Linked DNA regions of Sus scrofa: region 2 is linked to region 1. A link is a contact called in public Hi-C data. All regions are on one chromosome and are shown on one strand. Each heading gives the region's core, a stretch centred on a gene start, on an enhancer-like site or on the middle of the called end of the contact. The rest is flanking DNA. Distances are from core to core; before and after follow the strand shown. Region 1 overlaps SLC22A5 (solute carrier family 22 member 5). Region 2 overlaps SLC22A5 (solute carrier family 22 member 5).

Region 1 (3,064 bases), core at 486-2,985:
GGACCTGTAGCTCCAAAACTCCCCTGACAGTCTCTGCAGCTCTTGGAACTTGTCTGGACTGTTGCTATGCAGACCATGGAGGCCTGGCTGGGTTCCTGCCCCTTTTCCTAGGCCTTGGACAGGCTGGGAAGTGACTTACCCAAAGTCCTCTTTCTCCCCTAGAGCGGTTCAGCCCAGGGAGTGACACTAACAAACAAATGCAGTCATGTATAGATTCAGAGGGTCATACAAGGTCAGAGTGGGGTGAAGCCTTGGTAATCTGGAGACAGCCTGTCCTCTGCAGATAACGCGAGCCAGTGCAGGTATAAGAGTGTGTGTGGACTCTGGGGTCTGGCAGATCCAACCTCCACCAGCCATGTGACTTTGGAGACTCATTCAAAAAGACAGTATTTGAAAAGCACTGCTTTTCTCAGGTGTAAAATGGAAATAAAAGTCCCTACTTTATACAGTAAGCTTGTCCTCCTGTTCAAAAGTCTTTACTTCCTATTCTTTATGATATTAAAGTCAAACTCTTTGGCCCAACAGTCAAATTGCACTACTACCAAAATCCAGCCAACCCAGCATATCGGGCATGGTCCCTCCAACTCCTCCTGAAGCTACTGCCCCTCTCAAATCCTTGCGCCTGGAGCCACCACCCAATGCCTTCTCTCCTACCTGAGTCTACCAAACCCCACGGGTAGGCCTCATGAAGTCTTCCCTGACCTGGGCTTTTCTGGGCCCTCACTGGTGTAAGTACTGAATGTTAACAGATAGCAACAAAGTTTTGACTCTCCAACCAGAAGGTGGGATCTGTGAGGGCAACCATCTCTTTTATAATGTTTCCCTCAACCAAGTATTAAATAATACATAAAAATTCTTGACTGACTCACCTGCAGTTAGGATTCAGTTAAAATGATCCCAAATATTACCTCTGTTACCCAAGAAAGGAAAATAGATATAGAAATAAATTAAATTGGGAGTTCCCATCGTGGCGCAGTGGTTAACGAATCTGACTAGGAACCATGAGGTTGCGGGTTCGATCCCTGCCCTTGCTCAGTGGGTTAACGATCCGGCGTTGCCGTGAGCTGTGGTGTAGGTCGCAGACTCAGCTTGGATCCCGCGTTGCTGTGGCTCTGGCGTAGGAGGGCAGCTACAGCTCTGATTCGACCCCTAGCCTGGGAACCTCCATATGCCACAGGAGTGGCCCAAGAAATGGCAAAAAACAAAACAAAACAAAACAAAAAAACCTATTAAAAAAAAAAGAAATAAATTAAATTGGAGACAAACGCAAATCACTCCTATTTTTTGTGTACTTCATCTGAGGGAGAAAAAAAAATAAAACTCTATCTCTGACCCAGACTTGTCAAGTAGAGGAACTCCCTAAAAACAATGCATAGAATAAATCACAAGGACTAGTCTCACTTAAAGATTTCAGGAAGGAAAACACAGTTAAACTGAAAACTGTTAACTGGTGTTAAGAGGAAAAAAAAAAAAACAAAACAAAACACAACAAACAGCCCGGAAATGTTTTTAGAACCTTGTCTGTCAAAGTCCCTTAGGGGTTGATTCTCCCTTCAACATATTCTTCCTAACACCTGCTTTTACTAAAAACCCAGCACCAGCGTTGTGTGAGTCAGAAGCAGAGCGAAACTGGACACAGAGGCACCCAGCTGTGAAGCAAATCAACCAGACAGCACTCAAGAGCCGCACTAAGTATGACTTGCCAGGGCCCAGTGGCCACGAGCGTGGGGTCTGGGGAAGTTGGACCAACCTCACCCCAGACCTCCCTCCTGCCTTGTTCCTCTCTCTAGTCCATGCCTCCACTTCCACCACCCCCAACCTCACGTGGCATACACATGGACAAAAGGACTTGACCCAAAGCAATTCCACATTATTTCAAGTGAGACCTAAGGGCCAACCCATTGTTCTTTTTTTTTTTTTTTTTTTTTTTTTTTAATGGTTGCACCTGTGGCACAGGGAAGTTCCTGGGCTAGGGGCTGAATTGGAGCTGCAGCTGAGGCCTACACCACAGCCATAGCAAAACCAGATCTGAGCCACATCTGCAACCTATGCCATGCCCCTGGCACAACGCCAGAATCCTTGACCCACTGAGCAAGGCCAGGGATCGAACCTGCACTCTCAAAGACACAATATTGGGTCTTTAATCTGCTGAGCCATAATGGGAACTCCCTCTTTCTTACTTTTTTTTTTTAAGCAAGAATATTAAAAGAGAGAACTTACAAAACTCAAGAGATATGGAGAAAAATTAGATCTAATAACTTTTTGAATTTACCTCATATTAGATAATCTTTTTGAATGCAATTCTACATCTATCTAAAGAAACTATCCCTTTAAAATTCAAACAACATGAACTTAGTTCTCTGCCTTTCTCAGATTTTTAAAAACAGTACTTGGTCATTAAAGCTTACAGAGTCACAAAACATGGGCCACACAAAACCCGCACACAAAAACGTTCATTGCGGAGAGTTCCTGTTGTGGCTCAGTAGTAACAAACCCTACTACTATCCATCAGGACGAGGATTCAATCCCTGGCCTCGCTCAGTGGGTTAAGGATCCAGCATAGCCATGGGCTGTGATGTAGGTCACAGACGCAGCTCAGATCTGGGTGTTGCTATGGCTGTGGCTTAGGCCAGCGCCTACAGATCCAATTCAACCCTAGTCTGGGAACTTCCATATGGCACAGGTGTGGCTCTAAAAAGACAAAATAAAAAAATAAAAAGAGAGAGAGAGGAAAAATGTTCATTGAATCATTATTCATTATGGCCAAAACATGGAAATAACCCAAATGTCCATCAAATGATGAATGAATAAGCAATGGAATATTATTTGGCAATGAAAAGGAATGGAGTACTGACAAATGTTGCAACATGGATGAATCTCAAAAATATCACGTTAAGTGAAAAAAGACAGGCACAGAAGACTACATATTGTATGGTTCTACTTATATGATCCAAGGATAGGCAAGTCTATAGGGACAGAAAGTAGATTAGTAGTTGCAAGGGGATGATGGAAATGGGGAGATTAGGGAGGTGTACACTTTAAATGTGTGAATGAATCTCATGGT
Region 2 (2,727 bases), core at 206-2,705, 52 kb before region 1:
GTCCCCACAGCACTGGAGCTACCTTTAGCTCTCAGGGTCTAGGCTCTTTAGTTCTCAGAGGCTAGGCTCTGGCCCCAGTCCTTGGAAGCCCTAGGGTCTCTGGGCAGTTGGGAGGGGACCCAGGCACAAAGGACAACTCTAACAATGGTGGCCATACTCTGTTTTTTGGCTTGTCCTGCTGTCTATGCCTGAGAATGTGGCCCTTGGAAAACCCAGAAGAGTAGGTGGAATAGTGGTCCATGGTAGAATAAAAATGTCCACATTCTAAAGCATGGAATCTGTGACTATGTTATGTTACACGGCAATAGAGAATTAAGGTTGCTCATCAGCTCAGAAAGATTATTCTGGATTTTCTGGATAGGTCTAATGTAATCACAAGGGCCCTTACACAAAGAAGGAGGTAGAAGAGTCAGAACCAGAGAGATGGCGTTACGTGGAAGCCGTTGCTAGTTTTGAAGATGGAAGAAGAAGCCAAAAACAAGGAATGCAGGTGGCCTCTAAAACCTGGAAAGGGCAAGGAAACAGATTCTCTACTACAGCCACCAGAAAGGAATGCAGGCCTGCTAATTCACTAAGACCCACTTGGGACTTCTGACCTACAAAACTAGAAGATAATAAATTTGTGTTGTTTTAATCCACTTAGTTTATGGTAATTTGTTACAGCAGCAATACTGGGAAACCACCTGAGGGATATAAAAATCCACTAGTTACAGTCAGTCTCACAGAGAACCACAGTCCCTCTGTAAAGACCCTGTTCTGTTCTGGGATGCACAGTGACCCTGGAGCCCTGGGCGGGGAATGAACCTTCACAGCTTGGGTGGGTCAAGAAGGATGCCTGAAGAAGAGGGCCTCTGCTGGAAGCAGCTGCCTCCTTGAACTCACTACCCAAAATTCCAATAATGCTAGCTCTGAGCTACCCTGGAAGAGCTGCCCTGAGGTCAGGCCACCCAGCACACCCAGCCAGAGCCAGCAGGACTTGCCCTAAGACTCCAGGGTGGCGTACCGTGGCCTTTCCACATGCCCATAATACTCAGCTCTCATCTTTGACCTCACTAAAGGGATTCTGTTTAGCTTAGGAAAAGCTAAAACTAGAAAGAAAAGTTTAGAGGAAAAAAAAATAATTAGAGTGGATGTCAGCAAGATCTTCATAAAATCCCTGCTCTGTCACTTACTGGTTGCATGGCCTCAAATAAGACACTAAACCTCTTATCAACTGTTTCTTCATCTGTACAATGGGTAATAACAGCTTCTGTCTTACTTGCCTCGCGGGGTGTGTATCTTGGGTAAGACAACACATGAGAAAAGGCTGTGCTGCACAGACTGAGATGCTGTTGTTATTAACCAGTAAAATAATGATCACAACCCCACAGGCTTCTGTTTGGAGTGGATGATCACACATCCTGTGTCAGGAAAGGAAGGGTGAGTGCAGATTCATCAACTCTGCCTTGTTGACAGGCAGGAGGCTGCAGCCCCGCCAGGACAGTAGAGAAGGGCTTGTCTTTCTCTGAGCCACTGCCTCGGCGCTCATACCGGACGTGAGACACAGCCACCCTGTAACCCGCAGGATGTCCTCCTAACCACTGCAGGTTGGGGCTTCGCAATTTTTTTTCCTAAGAAAAAGTTTCTCTAGATTCTTTTGCATAAAAAAGTCCCCCCCCTCATAAAATACTCTCAATTTACAGAGAAAAGGTGGGACATGAAACTGTACACAATACAATTACAATCTAATGAATATATAATTTTATATGTGGGACACCTACTGGAAGAAATGCATCAGAATACTAATGGTGATATCTTTGGTTGGTAGGCCCATAGGTGATACTATTTTCTTCTTTTTATTTCTATAACAATAATGCTCTAACTACTTTTACAGTTAGAAAAATTATACATGTATAGGTATATATGAAAAGTGCCAGGGACTTCCTTTTGTGGAACCACAAACTGGGCTGGAGGAATCATTTGAGCTGGATTCTGCACAGGCAGGAGTCCTGAACTTGGCCCTTGCTGTGAGACCTCGGAGACTCACTACTTTCCCTCCCTGGCCTCTGTTGGCCTGGCACAATATTCTTTCGGATTCTCACACCTCGATAATTAAAGTATTCTCCTCAGTCTCATTCATCCCTGCTCCATACCCAGCTTCCAGTGGCTTCTCTTTTCCTAGATAATTCCTTGCCACTTCCCTCACCAGCTTCACTTCTCCAAGACCTGCCCTGGGAGTTGCTGCCTCCTGGCATTTGCTTGCATCAGTCTACTTCTCAGTGCCCTGCCCTTCCTTGAAGAACAAAGCCTGTGCAGCCAGCTGGCTGGCAGTGAACCCTGCTTCCCTCTAACTTGTACATAACAATAGCTACCATTTATTGACTATTAACTTCAGGTCACATGGCAAAAGTGGTCTCATTTAATCCTAGGCCACCAGCAGCTGCTGCAGAGACTTATATTTGAACAGCAACCCCGGCCCCATAGTTGTCCAGTGTAGTGATTCTCTCTTGCCTCTGGGCAAGAGGGTTGTATTGTTAATCTCCGTTTTGCTATAAGGTAACTGAGGCTCAGAGAGGACAAGTCAATTCACCTGTGGTCATACAGTGGGTCTGTAGCAGAGCTAGGATTTGATCTCTCGACAGTTCATTCCAAGTTCCGTGTTTTTTCACTCCCACAGTGGTGTCTTTCTCACACAACAACTCCCACAGTGGTGTCTTTCTCACACAACAACATTCCAGCGATGGGGGG

What was found. Hi-C and Micro-C count contacts between places; a contact is called where the count stands out from the background.
Region 2: a contact with region 1 is called in a Hi-C map of liver, with 2.3 times the contacts expected there. The contact joins two enhancer-like sites. A contact is called at or near these places in 11 of 47 Hi-C or Micro-C datasets (alveolar macrophages, blood, embryonic fibroblasts and 6 more) and 2 of 2 datasets of contacts at active chromatin or transcription factors (alveolar macrophages and skeletal muscle).

Annotation. Positions count from the first base shown.
Region 1 is chr2:134,714,447-134,717,510 of Sscrofa11.1, reverse strand. All of the region lies in intron 10 of SLC22A5 (solute carrier family 22 member 5), which reads right to left. Among named protein-coding and RNA genes, the nearest start is that of SLC22A5, 55 kb to the right of the region's middle. Within about 2 kb of position 1,735, at least 19 of the 83 cell types and tissues checked have an H3K27ac peak or open chromatin away from gene starts, as enhancers often do.
Region 2 is chr2:134,766,374-134,769,100 of Sscrofa11.1, reverse strand. All of the region lies in intron 11 of SLC22A5 (solute carrier family 22 member 5), which reads right to left. Among named protein-coding and RNA genes, the nearest start is that of IRF1, 16 kb to the left of the region's middle. Within about 2 kb of position 1,455, at least 8 of the 83 cell types and tissues checked have an H3K27ac peak or open chromatin away from gene starts, as enhancers often do.